Regions from separate parts of the Mus musculus genome. Here region 2 is linked to region 1. The links are chromatin contacts, called in public promoter capture Hi-C maps. All regions are on one chromosome and are shown on one strand. The core of a region is the stretch at or near the end of the contact, and the rest is flanking DNA. Distances in the headings are between cores, read along the strand shown. Region 1 holds the start of Zfp300 (zinc finger protein 300). Region 2 holds the start of Timp1 (tissue inhibitor of metalloproteinase 1).

The links. Capture Hi-C pulls out chosen DNA fragments and counts their contacts.
Region 2: a contact with region 1 is called in a promoter capture Hi-C map of adipose tissue. The contact joins the promoter of Timp1 here to the promoter of Zfp300 in region 1. A contact is called at or near these places in 2 of 39 promoter capture datasets (liver and pre-B cells) and 1 of 9 other capture datasets (adipose tissue).

Annotation. Positions count from the first base shown.
Region 1 is chrX:21,085,946-21,093,630 of GRCm38.p6, forward strand. It overlaps Zfp300 (zinc finger protein 300), which reads right to left and starts at 3,284. Exons shown (of 5, transcript NM_001358840.1): 1 at 3,061-3,284; 2 at 2,577-2,635. The coding sequence starts at 2,591.
Region 2 is chrX:20,867,116-20,874,800 of GRCm38.p6, forward strand. Timp1 (tissue inhibitor of metalloproteinase 1) reads left to right here and starts at 3,051. Exons shown (of 6, transcript NM_011593.2): 1 at 3,051-3,209; 2 at 3,919-4,047; 3 at 5,662-5,741; 4 at 5,935-6,061; 5 at 6,253-6,377; 6 at 7,356-7,622. The coding sequence starts at 3,924. The coding sequence ends at 7,517. The region is part of intron 5 of Syn1 (synapsin I); the gene reads right to left.

The DNA.
Region 1 (7,685 bases), core at 2,034-4,533:
TATCTATGCACATTCACAGCACACCCACCTCTTCAAATAGACATTTTAGAAATACTTATCTCTGAAAACAAAGATGACAAACCATCACTATGCCACTATCAGAAATTACACAAAGTTCCTTCAACATGAAGTACATCAATAAATCATGATGCATGAATACAAGAGAAAAACACAGCTGTTCAAAATATTCCTATGTGAGCTAGCTTTGGTAACATATGTCTATAATCTCAGCACTCAGGAGGCTGAGGCAGGAAAATACCTAGTTCAGGACTAGCCTGGGTTATATGTGTGAAACCCTACAGCAAAACTAAAATAATCAAATTAAAGAAAACAAAATAAAATATCTATTAGCAAGGTGTGTCACTTAGTAATAGAATGCTCATTAGCATATAGGAGGTCCTGGATTTCATCCTCTGCATTGATTTAAAAAGCACAAAGAACAAAACCCCTGTGTGTCCTGATATTGAAACATCTGTAAACAAGTATTCATTTAGTAGGGGCTATTCCAGCTGTGCTAGTGATCAGCTGTGTAAATCTTATTTACTCTGTCCCTCACCTAGAATACATGATTGATCATGGTGTCTATTTAATAGTGTTATTATGAAGATTAAAGTTGGCAATGCACATAAAGTATTTCTTCAGTAGAGTGCTATGCATAGTATGAGGTCACTTGCTGCCAGTCTTATTACCATTAGCACCACCATCATTACTACTACAGATTGTGCAGTCTTTATCCAAAATTCATGAGACAAAGAAGCATTTTAGATTTGGGATTTTTTGAATATTCACATAATAATATATTTTTAGTGATGAGATCCAAATGTACACATGAAATATATATATATGCTGTTTAAGGAAATTTTACAAAATACTTTCAGAATGCCTGCATTTTGGCTATGATTCATCATCACATAAGATCATTTGTGGAATTTTTATGTTTCATATTTGTAACTTTGGGAAATTTAGATGTTCAGATTATGGATGATCACTTTATATTGCTGTGACCATTATTACATTGTAAAGAGAAGACAGAGTTGCAAAAGTTTTATTTAATGAGTAAATTTTAACAAAAGGAATGCATGTTAACTATTATGTTTAGAAACATATGTACATACAGAAAGATCAAGGCAGAGTAGCAAAAGATAACCAAATTCAAATGATCTGCAATGATTGATGATATAATGAGATATTCTGCCTTTTATTTTTATTTTATTTATTATTATTGCTTTCCTGGAAGAAGAACAAAGGGTATCTTGAGCATTCTAGCCAAACGAACTACATATAAGTGCTTTTCTAGACTGTAAATTCCTGGAGAGTTTGTTTTCTGCATTTAGGATTGAATCCAAGGCCCACTATATGCTAGAAAAACTACCACTGTGCTACACCCTCAGTGTGCTCTACCTATCAATCTCCACTGCCTCCTCATCTGTTTCCCCCCTCCCTCTCTTTCTCTGGGGGGGGGTGTTGAATTAACCCTTGATTTTTTTGGATACACAGTCTGCTACATAGGCTAGGCTGGAACTCACTAGGTAACCAAGGCTACCCTCGAATTCTGGACCTCCTGAAAATTGGGATAATAAGCATGTGTGACTACACTTATTAAAGAAGTTTGAATTTTTGGTCCTATGCTGCTTTTGTATGAAGAAAAAAGAAGATGAAATAGTAGACTTGTTAAAGAAGAGCAGAAAAGAAAAAAATGTAAAATATTCAGAGATGTTATGAATTTTGAGGCTAAAAGTAAATGGACAACCCTCTGAATTTCTCAAGGTTTCCTTCTAGATCATAAAAATGAAAAACATTCTGGAAAAGAATATGAAGGACATATGGCTTATATAGTCTTCTTGGTCATCAAGTTTTTATTCACATGTAGTCCAGGACATATTTGTTGTAGGCTTGGCTTGGCTTTCCTGAACAGTCACATCCTTTTTAGTTTTGTTTTAGCAAGACACCTTTGGTTGACAGGAAAATAATTTAAGTTACAACAGAGCAATATTAGCCTTGTGTTTTCTAATAAGGACTTGAAGGACCCATCAGAGGACTGTCTGACCAACACTAGGAAGTTTGTGCACCCGTGGAAGTGGCTTACTGTTTCTTTAATAATGAGATACAAGTGAATATGTTTCATTCCTCTTATGTTATGGCTTACAGAAAGCTCAGAAAATTAACTGTATTTTAACATAAAATATAAAATCCTATGACACACTCACACTCTTGTGCTGGTCTTGTTCTATATCCTTAAAGTTTGTGTTTATATGTATCGGCCTTATAGAATAAATAATAATGCAATAATTCATATACTCACATATAAAGTTTATTATATATGTATCAAAGCATTGTTCTAAACATATATTAATTCAATTGACCTTCACAATCACCATACAAGGTAGATATTATCGTTATTATCTTAACCATTCCCATTTTACAGTTAAGAAAATTAAGGCACAGAGAGCTTTGGTAAGCTCATAATGCTGTTAAGAGCAATTTAGCTGCAGATTCTATAGTCTTAACCACTAGACCATATTGCTTCTATCCTAATATGGGCAGAGGATAACTGGGAGAAGCAAATAAGAACTTACCTGGGACTCAGTCATGACTGACTGTTGTGGAGAGAAGCCAAAGGCCTAAAAAGGCAGAACTGTTGAGAGGGAGAAGAAAAAAAGAGTTTCAGATGGCAAGGATACGCAGACTGAAAGTTCACCAAATCACCATGCCAGAAATTCACAAATGCCAGCAGGTAAAATGGCCACGGTATATAGCTAAGAAAAATGCGAAAGGGAATTTGTTTTCCCTCGCAGATCCTCATTATCCAACAACACAGCTCTATCAGGGTCCTCATAGGCAACTGCAATACTCCACAGAGCTCAACATCACTTACACTACTGACCCTATCACTCTACTGCACGCTCATTACAAACCCCAAATATTCCCATCATTCACTTCACTACCCGCCTCCATCAAAGCCTCTACAGATCACTCATTTAAGGGATCTCCATCACTCAGCCTGCAGCCTCCCGCCCACATTTTCAATTCTCATTTTTGAGCCCCTCCCCAAGTACTCACCGAGTAAATTCGTGTTTGCAGTGTGTTTGCACTTGTCTGTCTCACTCCGCCTGCAGAGTGCCAGCCTGCTCACTTCCGCTCTGAATGAACTCTGCACTCCTTCACTCTCTTCTCCGATCTTAAAATCTGAATTCTTATGCCGGCAAAGTCTCTTTTATATTTCCCGTATCAGTCATAACTTCCTGAGATAACCACTTTTTAGTCCTTTTCCCCGCCTTAGTTACTGCGAGCACTAAACTTGCGCATGCGCAGTAGCCCTTCCTGAAGCTGTCAGCGCTAGCGGACCTAAAATATTTTGATTACCACAAGGATTGAATTTGCAGGCAGGAAAAATGGATGCGCCAATAAGCCGTGTTTTTAAGGGAGCAGACATCTTTATAACTTTTGCCGTTTCGTACAGCGGAGAAAAAAATCTGCCTCAATGTTTAAAGGAGATGAGATTTTTTTGAGGAATTTGAACACTTGGACAGAGGCACACTAAGACGGGCGACCTTTAGAGCTAAGGGCTACAACCCCAGCTCCGTATCCCCACCCCGACCCCTGGGCAGGGAGATACCAAGAGGAGACGGGATTGGGTGAGGGAAGATCTGGAACGCTGCTACCCTTCCTGGGAACTATATGGGGTAAAAGAGAATCAGAGCAGAGAACAATGCGTTCCTCTAAAGAGCAGCACCATTATGGACACGGGGAGAAATCATGGAGTTGGTAGTTCTTTCAAGGAAATACCACTAGAGAGGTAGGCATATTTTATTTAGGCTAGCTGTGAAGAAGACTCAGATTGGTATGATCCTCTGTATGGGAAATACCAGGATGCTGACGTATGCAAATCTAAGGGCAGTAAGAGTCTGTGCTCAGAGAAAGGGATACTGAAGAAAGTGACGCTGGTAAACTCAGGTGCAAGGAAAATTGGAGACAAAAACGCAGGCAACGTTGTTGTGGCTTAGAGATGAGGAGGAGAGTCCACAAAGTCCTGACTGTGACACCTCACCCCCAACCCCGCATACCCACATTCCTGGAAACATGTGGCAGAGAGATTTGGGAAAGTGCCTATGCCAGGCTCTGGGTCCTATGGAACCCATCTCAGGGTCTTCTACAGTCATGGAGGAACCAACAGGAGACTGATCCAGCTTTAGACTGCAGACACTGCATTATCATTTTACCACGTGAAAGCCGACGTAACATGTAAGGGTCAACTAAGTGATTCTTTTTCATGGCTATTGCAATAGAGACATTTTTTATTAATGAAAAATATACTAAAGACAAGGAAGAAGGGTTAGGGTTAGGGTTTTTATAAAGACACATCAATAGAGCAGTCATCCTTGAGCCATGAGCATGGATGACTTGGGTCTTATTTCAGAATATGGAAAAGGCACGGGGAGTGCTATGGATTTGTGTATCCTCCCCAAACCAATGCACTATTATTTGGAATGTAGTCTTTGGAAAGTAATTAGAATTAGATAATGTTGTTAGGGTGAACCCTGCTCCAATGGAATTGGTGGACTAATAAAAGACACATAAGAGTTTACTTATTTTTTGTTCACACATAAATCAAGTCACATGACAATGCAGTAATACACAGCTATTTGTAAACAAGAAAGACAACTTTTACCCCAAACCAAATCAGCTGACGTTGCCTTTCCCAGCTCCCTGAACTATGAGAAAGCAACTTCCTAGTGTTTATGCTGGCATGTTGTTGTGGCAGCCAGAGCCAGAAAAGACAGGGACCTGGAGAGTTAGCCTTTTACTGGACCACAAAAGGAAACAGATAGGGAGCTTCATCCCTGCTTTCCAGGAGCACAAGACTCAAGCTGAGTGACATTTTCAACAGCATTTCAGCTTGCTATGCTCTCATGATTCTCACTTCTTCCCACTCTGCCAATCACACTAATTCATACCCATTTCAGTTGCACTGTTACTAACTGTTCATTCATGGCCCGTGTTCACATTTACTACCTCATATGAAAACTGTGCAAGGGGAGAGGATCTGGGTCCATAATTCAGTGGCAGCTCACATTTGTACCATGTAAAGAGTTTTGCTTTGGAGTCCCCACACAAAACCCAAAGAAACATTTAAAGACAAGTAAGCCTTTATTTCCATGTTTCTCACATAAGGTCAAATGAGTTGCTTATTTTTTGATGATTAGAGACCAAGTGTTGTATCCTTATCTGACTCCTCCAGCAACAGCAGAAGTGGTGTTAGTGGAAGTAGCTACAGGAAAATGACCCACAAAGGCAGAAGGCCTAGATCTTTTTAGTAAGTGGGAAGCTATACTCGGTGTCCCCAGTCAGGACCCACTTGTGCCCATCTATGATAAAATGTGGCACTGAAGCAACAGTCCCATAACCACTGTGCAGACAAACAGTAGCAACATTTATGGGTGCCTTGTAAGAAATGAGAATGAAAAAATAGATTAGGGATTTAAAGCACTTTGTATATAAAGAGCACTGCCTCCTTAGTGAACACAAAACCCACTTTACCCTGAATATAAGGAAACTGTTTCTCCAGAGTTGGCTTCTCTTCCAAATACCTTGTATAACGTGGTGTTCTTGTCTATTAGTAGCACAATCTTCCTTCCAAATTTGCTTGGAGTCTACATTGTTTGTTCCCACAATGAAGCATTTAGGATAAACATCCAAAAACCTGGATGGTTTTAAGAAAGAAGTTGGATTTCTAGCTCTCCCTGACTTCCTTGAGCACCATGGTGAAGAGCCAGGGATTATTTATTATGCAGGGTTTAAAGATAATGTCACTCTAATGAGGATGCCTGGGGAAAAGGCAAACTTTTTTATTTGAAAAAAAAACACATATAACATGAAACTTACTATGTTATCCATTTTAAAAAATATTTTTATTATTACGTATTTTCCTCAATTACATTTAGAATGCTATCCCAAAAGTCCCCCATACCCTCCCCCCCACTTCCCTACCCACCCATTCCCATTTTTTGGCTCTGGCATTCCCCTGTACTGGGGCATATAAAGTTTGCAAGTCCAATGGGCCTCTCTTTCCAGTGATGGCCAAAAGGCCATCTTTTGATACATATGCAGCTAGAGTCAAGAGCTCTGGGGTACTGGTTAGTTCATAATGTTGTTGCACCTACAGGGTTGCAGATCTCTTTAGCTCCTATGTTATCCATTTTAACACATGCTATTCATTGCCATTTACTGCATCTACAATGCTGCACAAGCATTTCTGCTATCTAGTTCCAGATTGTCTTCAGTACCTAAGACAAAATCCCATGGTCATCAAACAACCATTTCCCACCCTTCCCTGATCTTAGCTACAACATACTTTTTTTTTTTTTTTTTTGCTGTCACTATGGGTTTGCTTATTGTGAACATTTTATAAAAGTAGAATCATACATTCACTTTTGTGTTTTGCTTCTTTCACTGAATATAGAATTTTTGTGTTAGCACATTTCTGTGGTAATAACATAATAACACATACTGGATAATTTTAAATGATAGGTGTTTATTTGGCACATGGTTTGGAGGCTGAAAAATCCAAGATTATAACATTGCAAAAGAATATTACGCACATTTTGGAGGAAGAAAGGGAAATCAGGAAACGTAATGGTTTTTAATCAGGAAGTACTCTTTCTTTGAGGTAACTAACCTACTCCTTCATTAAAGGCAGAATGACAGAAAATAGCAAAATTTTTGGATATAATGCTGATCTGGACAGGAGACCATCTAATCAGTCACCCAAATTGAGAAAACAATTCTGGATGACTTCAAATACTGAAAGTCAGAATCAAAAATTCCACAGCAACAGTTTGGCATGGTAGTGATTTGTGCTGTCATTACAGTTTTATTATATGTGGCTTCACTCTATGGAACCAAGCAGGAATAAGAGTACTTAAATGAATCCACCTTGGTAGAATTAATTACCACACACACACACACATACACACTTCCCCTCATCCTAGAAAGGGAATCCACAATATGTCAAAATAATGATTGCTTTTGTGAGTCATCATCAATGTTGTTTTCTTTTTATTTTATATTTTTTATTAATCATTCCATTCGTTTATATCTCAAATAATAGCCCACTTCCTGGTTACCCCTCCACAAATCCCCCATCACACATATGCCCTCTCTCCCTCCCCTCTGCCTCTATGAAGGTGCTCCTCCACCCACGCTCTCCCACCCCACCACTCCAGCATCCCCCTAAGCTGGGGCATCAAACCTCCACAGGACCAAGGTTCTCTGTATTAATTAGGGTTGTATTGCTGTGAACAGACACCAGGACCAAGGCAAATCTTATAAAAAACAACATTTAATTGGGGCTGGCTTACAGGTTCAGAGGTTCAGTCCATTACCATCAAGGTGGGAGCATGGCAGCATCCAGGCAGGCATGGTACAGGAGGAGCTGAGAGTTCTATGTCTTCATCCAAAGGTTGCTAGTGGAAGACTGACTTCCAGGCAACTAGGGTGAGGATCTTCTGCCTACACCCACAGTGGCACACCTACTCCAACCAGGTCACACCAATTCCAACAAGGCCATAACTCCAAATGGTGCCACTCCCTGGTCCAAGAATATACAAACCATCACATTCCACTCCCCAGCCCCCATAGACTTGTTCAAACACATGAGTCTATGGGGGGGCATACTTAAACATAGC
Region 2 (7,685 bases), core at 1,801-4,300, 220 kb before region 1:
AAAAGTATATCTAGACATTCAACATGTTTTTTTTCCATATCTGTAATACAAGCATACAGAAAATCAGACACACAGATAATACATATTCAGGACACATATTCAGGCAAATATGTGTTAGGCAAAGATGTGTTAAGTCTCCCTGTGTCCCAGGCTAGGCAAAGAGTATGAGGACTCTAGCCCCACCATACCCCATGTGCAAATGTAGGGCCCCTGCCTCCTACTGACAGGGTAGAGATAGCATTCTTAGGCTCTGGGTCAGTGGCAGTTCCCAACAGGCACAGGAAGCCCCATAGTCTAAGGGTGACTGATTGACCTTCAGGTCTCTCCCTCCCTCTACAATCTCCTTCCTCATTTCCCAAATGAGTGACATCATAGGAAGGCAGAGAACTGAGTGGTATGATGTTGGTAAGGGTGTCATCCAGGGAGCAGGCCAAGGAAACAATGCCAAGATGTGTGTGTATAGGGAGAAACTTTCTACTTGGGCATCTACTCATCACACAGAGAAGCTTGAGACAGGCATAGTTACATTGGCAACCTTCCACTCTCAGAAGCAACACACTCAGGCACACACCTGGCTCTCAGGAAGGGACATGGAGCATGCCTTGCAAGGGACATAAGCCACCCCTTGCGGCACAGATACATGACAGAGCTGTTCATATACAAGAATATCTATTCCCATCTGCTGAGCATTGTGGATCATTTTCCCAAACTTACTTTGCTTCCTCTGTTCATGAGCTTGAACACTGTGGGTGCATCTAAGTGTGTGCCTGCCATATGTGCATACAGGGGCCTTGGGACTTCCTGGGGAGCTTTAGCCTGCTATCTTGGCCTTTATTCTTCCCAAGGCCATTAAAAAATCCCAGGTAGGTACTGTCTTACTGGGCCTCAGTTTCCAGAGGGAAATAATCAAGCTCTCGCACTTAATACTCTGGGTATCATCAGGTATTTACACATGACAGCAGATCACTATGGGAACCTCACACCTATCCAGTTTAGCAGATAGTCACAGGCTAAACATCCCTCTGTAATGTCCACCCCACTCCATTTCAAACCTGTACAATAATCTGAATCCTTAATGTAAACAGCTGGCAAAACTGTGCTGACTCAGGTTTCATAGTTAAAGAGCTGTCGTCAGAAGCTGGCTCATAGAAGAGGCGAGACAGGACTTTCCCTGTCTTTACGTCTCCTCAGTCCTGCCGCCTAGTTACTCAGCCCCCTGTCTCACTTTCTCCTCACTTTCACAATCAGATGGTTGAAAATTTTGGTCTCCTTCCCTTTCTCCTTTTCTCTGTACCTCCTCCCACCACCACAGTAATTTCTTCACCATCTTTCCTGGACAGGCCATTTGATTCCTTTCTGTCTCTGTTTTCTTACTAAATAGTAAAAATATGAATCATACCTCACAGATATGTTGGGAAGAATAAGTCAATTATTTCAGAGAAAAGAAAATCTTAGTATACACATATAGTAAACCTGAATCTTCAAAGAGTTGGTTACTATTATTGTTGTTATTGATTTAATACCTCTTCATTAAATAACATTAAGGAACAAGGAGGACAATGGCAAACAAACAAACAAAATTTCTGAGCTGGCAATATGGCCCATCAGATAAAGGTGCTTGCTGCCTCCATGCCTGATAACCTGAGTTTGAGCCCTAGAACCCACAGGGAAGGAGAGGATTGGCCCCTGCAAGTTGTCCTTTAAGCAATGCAAGCATGTCATGGCACAAACACACACACACACACACACACACACACACACACACACACACACACACACACACACACACACAGTGTAAAAAAAAACCTTTTAAAACAGTGTATTGTACATAGTACCCTGTTGAGTGCTGGCAGGAGGTTTTTGTGTCCTGTGGTTTCTGAACCAATTTACCTAAGTTAATAAAATTGAATTAGCTAAAGTAAATTTACATAATAACCTTAGTAATGATGTACAGTAAGCATTCAGTAAGTAGCTGTGATCACCACTACCATATTCTCTCTGTCTCTCTCTCTATCTCTGTCACAGGTTCTCACTATGTATCGCTGGCTGTCCTGGAACTCACTGTATAGACTATGTACCCTCTAATTCTCTGGATCAGCTTGCCTGCTGCGATTACAACCATTGTCATTATTATTGGTCTTTCCTCCCTATATTAATTGAAGATGCTAATCAGTCCATAGAACCCTTCCACAGGACCCCAGGGAATACTCCTGCATCATCAGGAAGCTGGTGGGCAGCAGTTGCCTCATCCCATCCCCACAAGGGGTGTGGGCTGGTTGGTGGGGGAAGGGGCAGGGCAGGATGGAGTAGGGATGGTTTTTCTACTGACTCACTAACTTCTTTTACCATCAGTCACCACCACCACCACCACCCATGCTCACCACACCATTCCCTGCTTGTCAAGATTGTGTCCTGCCTGAGTTAGGACTCCAGGGTCAGGAAGCCTAGGTTTAAATCCCTGTTTTGTCCTGTGACACTAACAAAGATCTTTACTTCAGTTATTTGCCTGTTTGGTCTTGTTTCTGTTTAAGACAGGGTCTCTTGTAGCTGATGATATCTTCAAATAGCCTCACCGGTGTGTGCAGCCACAGCAAGGTTTGGGGTACCTAGGCTCTGTCTGCAAGCAGCCTCGGTTCCCTCCCAGTTCTGCCAGACTCAACTGCTATCTTGGATAAGTCATAGACTTATCCAGTGTATCAATTTCCCCACTATGTATTTGTGCCTCTTCTCCCATGTCATGTCCCTCAACTGCTTTTCTAGTTTGTCACCCTCTGACACCCCTCACCAGAATTTCAGATCCACAGGAATGCCTTTCTTGTGAGATTGTTACATAGTAGATGAAAGGCGTGAGAAAGAAGTTATTGGCTTCAGCCACAGGAAGTTTGGGGAATATGGGAAACCTGAGAGGCACAAAGCTTTAGGCGCTCTCTCTTCTGCCCTTCAAGGCCGCCAGGAAGGACTGTGCATGACGTGGAGCTGGGGGAAGGGGGCGCAGTGGGCTGGCTGGCAGAGGAGGGAGTATCTTTGGGTTTATCCTGGGGCCCGCCCCTAGGCTTTGACTCCAGCGGTGGGTGGATGAGTAATGCGTCCAGGAAGCCTGGAGGCAGTGATTTCCCCGCCAACTCCGCCCTTCGCATGGACATTTATTCTCCACTGTGCAGCCCCTGCCGCCATCATCGCAGATCGGGGCTCCTAGAGACACACCAGAGGTAAGTGGGAGCCGGGTGTCCTGGCAGAACTGGGGCTTGCCTGGAGCCTGTGTTGGTGCGGCTCATGCAGCCCTTGCCAGACTAACTGCTCACGTGGCTTGCAGGTATCAGGATCCCTAGTTAGCTAAAGAGGAATATAACGGGAGAGGGCCTGGAATGATCGTCCCAAGCTGGACTCTCCAGACTCCTTCATGCCTTTGCTAAGTGCTCCAAACCCACAAGCCTTTAATACCTTGAAGACTTCCCAACTTGCCTGTCCCTCAATCCTTATGGTTCCTGGTAACTCCCCTGTTCTCTTTGCCATGTCTGGTTCATGGAACTTCAACAGTTCTTCTGCCTACAAATTCCTCAAGCATTACCATTGTCGTAAACCTCCAAATTCCCCAAGACCCTTAACCCCCATTTTCTCCAGCTCCCTAAAACCCCAAACCTGTTCTAACCCCCCAATATCTCTGAAATCCTCAGCCCATTATATTTTAATAGCCCTAATTCCTCATTATATTTCTCCAGTTTCCCAAACTCCAAATTCATCACTACACAAATGTCAGATTTTCCCAATTCTGTTAAATTCTCAACGTTCTCCGCTCCCTTATTCACCAACTGCCACAACTCCATTCTCTAACCTAAAGAGGTCCCAAATCTCCCTAGGACCAATGGCCATGTAAGCCGTTGGTCTGGGAACCTATTAACACCTACTCTTTACCAGCAGATACCATGATGGCCCCCTTTGCATCTCTGGCATCTGGCATCCTCTTGTTGCTATCACTGATAGCTTCCAGTAAGGCCTGTAGCTGTGCCCCACCCCACCCACAGACAGCCTTCTGCAACTCGGACCTGGGTGAGTCTGGCCCCCTTTCTGTCCCTCTTAATCCAATAGGGTTCATTATGGCAGTTGTCTCTAGGACAGTTCTACTTACCCTTCCATACATCTGCTTTTGCCACACTGACATCCTTGGGCCTAAGCCTACCTTTGTGCTGGCTGCTCCCAGTACTATGTACATGCTTTTCTGTAGTTATCTACATGGGTGGCTGCCTTAAAAGTCATCTTACTGAGGTGCTTGCCTACTTTTATTTAATTTTAAATTTAATGCCAGCCACATAGTACTCCTGAACCTTTGTTACATATGCTGTTAATGGCACTTCTTAGGACACAGGCAGGCAGACTTCATTCAGGACCATGACAATTAGAATTTGCCAAGAGATGGGGGTGGTGGGGGGAGATAGATTAACTCTCAACATTACATGGGCAAATGGAACTCAATGGCCAAGGAACAGTTTGGGAGTTGGTGAATGGGAAACCATTGAGAAGAAATATCAAAGGCAAGAGGATTCAGGCTAAATCCATTAAAAAGATTATTTTTATTTATGTGTATGTTTGTGTGTATTCCATGTGTGGTGTGTAGGTGCCTGTGGGTCCTCAAGGCATCAAATCCCCTGGAGCTGGAGTTATGAATGGTTGTGAGCTACCCTATGTGGATTCTGGGAACTAAACTTGGGACCTCAAAGAGCAGCAAGTGCTCTTAACCATTAAGTCATCTCTCTAGCCTATCAGCTTACTTTTTGTTTTTGAGACTAGGTCTCACTATATAACCCAGGCTGGCCTTGAACCCCTGATCCTTCCCACTCAGCCATCCAAGTGCTGAGATTGCAGGTCTGTGCCATCACACCCAGTTTAGGTCTCTTGAAAACTGGCTAGTATAATCATCTGGTGGCCCCATCACATACTGAGGAGAATCAGATAAGGGTGGGTGTTTTCACTAACCTAATTTAGGATACTTCGCTACAAGTGGATTTTAAAGAGAAACTGTACTAATGAGCTTGGAAGAAGGTTAATGAGCCTGAGTAAATTGTGGTCAAGCAAAGCATCTGTCAACCCCTTCCCTATTCTAATTTTCTAACCCACTTAATAGCCTGTAACAATCCACATACCTTTTTTTCTTTTTCCCCTTGGTACCGGGGATTGAACCTAGGATCCAGGCAAATACTGCACAATTGAGCTACAAACCCAACCCTTTTTTTGGTGAATTTTTTATTTTAAACAGGTTCTCACTAAATTGTCTAGACTAGTCTTGAACTCAGAGTAAAGTGATCCTCCATCAGGCTCTGACAGAGCTAGGGTTACAGGCCTGTGCCACCATGCCTGGCTACTTAATGTTAGTCTGTCTCCTCCTGGCTTGAATGTGAGCTCCATAAGGAAATGGATTCCTGTATTTGGGTCACTGTCCCTAACACCCTGAACAGTGGCTGGCACCAGGCACTCCAAAATATTTGTTGAGTAAGCCAATAAATGGATATATGAAAAGGGCTTAAAACAGTGCCTAAAAGAATAGACAATATGTAGATGAATCAACTGATGTGGAAGCCATTTGAATTATGCTGTATATATGCTTTGCTGCTATGGGTTCATGCTGCTTGCCCATTTGATTCCCCATTTCCCCTTCCTTTCCTCTAGTCATAAGGGCTAAATTCATGGGTTCCCCAGAAATCAACGAGACCACCTTATACCAGCGTTATAAGATCAAGATGACTAAGGTATTTTCCCTTCCCTCCCTCCCTCCATGGCTGTACCTAACCTATTCCTTCTCCTCAAAATAGAAGCATCTAACCTTTCGTTGGTGTGGATGTTTTCTGTAAACTTGTGATTTAGATATATTGCCATCAGGAAAGAGAGTGGAGTGGGAGGATTATGTCAGTAAAAGATGTACTTTTTGTCACTCATGGGCAGATGCTAAAAGGATTCAAGGCTGTGGGAAATGCCGCAGATATCCGGTACGCCTACACCCCAGTCATGGAAAGCCTCTGTGGATATGCCCACAAGTCCCAGAACCGCAGTGAAGAGTTTCTCATCACGGGTGAGGCCCCGCCCCTTCACCTTGGGCCACATCCCTAATGCTTTCAGGCAACTGGGAGGAGTTAGGCTCTAAAGGAAAAGGGCCTGGTTGAAATGGGAGTGGGAGGGTCTGTAACCTAATGCTAATTAGGTGACCACTCCGACCCCACCCAGCCAATCCAAAAGCCTATTGGTTTCTTGCTTCTCTTACAGGCCGCCTAAGGAACGGAAATTTGCACATCAGTGCCTGCAGCTTCTTGGTTCCCTGGCGTACTCTGAGCCCTGCTCAGCAAAGAGCTTTCTCAAAGACCTATAGTGCTGGCTGTGGGGTGTGCACAGTAAGTGCCTGGACCCAGTTTTCCTCCAGGAGATAAGTCTTGGAATGGTTTCTTTTTCCCTCTGGCTATTGTATGCAGTTGTAGTTGCTGCCCAAACCCAATCACTATCTTTGATTTCTCTTGCCATTGCTCCACCCCTGGGCCTGTTCTTTTGGAAATTTTGGTTGTTTTGTTATCTCTGGACTGCCTGTTCCCTGAACCTTCGCTGTCTGTCTAACTTTCCTTTGTGACTATTCTGAGACACCACTCTCTGTTTCTGACCTCCCCGATTGGATTTTGCTTCCCCAGGCATAAGCTGCAAGAATTCAAAGGACTATTCTCCAAATCCACAGGGACACACGCCAGCCATCTGACTATTTCAAAACTTTTTCCTGGTGGCACCAAACATCCTCTGACCAGCCCCCTCCCCAGTCATTGTCCAAGAGCCTTGCTGCCTTTCCTTTTAAAAAAAGATTTATTTATTTTATGTATATGAGTACACTGTAGCTGTCTTCAGACACATCAGAAGAGGGCATTGGATCCCATTACAAATGGTTGTGAGCCACCATGTCATTGCTGGGGAACTGAATTCAGGACCTCTGGAAGAGCAGTCAGTGCTCTTAACCACTGAGCCATCTCTCCAGCCCTCCCTGCTGCCTTTTCTTATGCTTGCTCTTCCTGCATGCCAACTGTTCCCCATACTATCACTTCTCTGCCCTGTGGGACGGTTCTTCAGGAGGCCTGTCTGAGTGACTTCAAGTGACAGTTCTCTAACAGCAATTCCAGAACACTGGCTTTCTGTTCCTCAAATGGGAGAAGCTGTTCTTGGGTTTAAGCACAAGTAGGGCAACACAAACCCTTCCTAGCAGCTCCCTGGTGTGTGTGTGTGGGGGGGGGGAGGGCGGGAGAGAGAGAGAGAGACTGAGACTCTATACAAGGGAGAGAACAAACAGAGGGAAAGAGAAATCCTCAGAGATGGGCCTTTTTCCCCTCTTCTAGGTGTTTCCCTGTTTATCTATCCCTTGCAAACTGGAGAGTGACACTCACTGTTTGTGGACGGATCAGGTCCTCGTGGGCTCTGAGGACTACCAGAGCCGTCACTTTGCTTGCCTGCCACGGAATCCAGGCTTGTGCACCTGGAGATCCCTTGGGGCCCGATGACCTGAAGCCTTCCCCCAGGAAAAACTGAAGCCTGAACACTGTCTACTTTTCCTCCATCTTTCTTTCTCTTAGATGGTGAAATAAAGAACTATCAGACAGCAGCAATATTTCTGTATAGTGTTTGGGAACAAGCTTAAGATACTGATAACCTGCTGGGAGCTTCCAGAA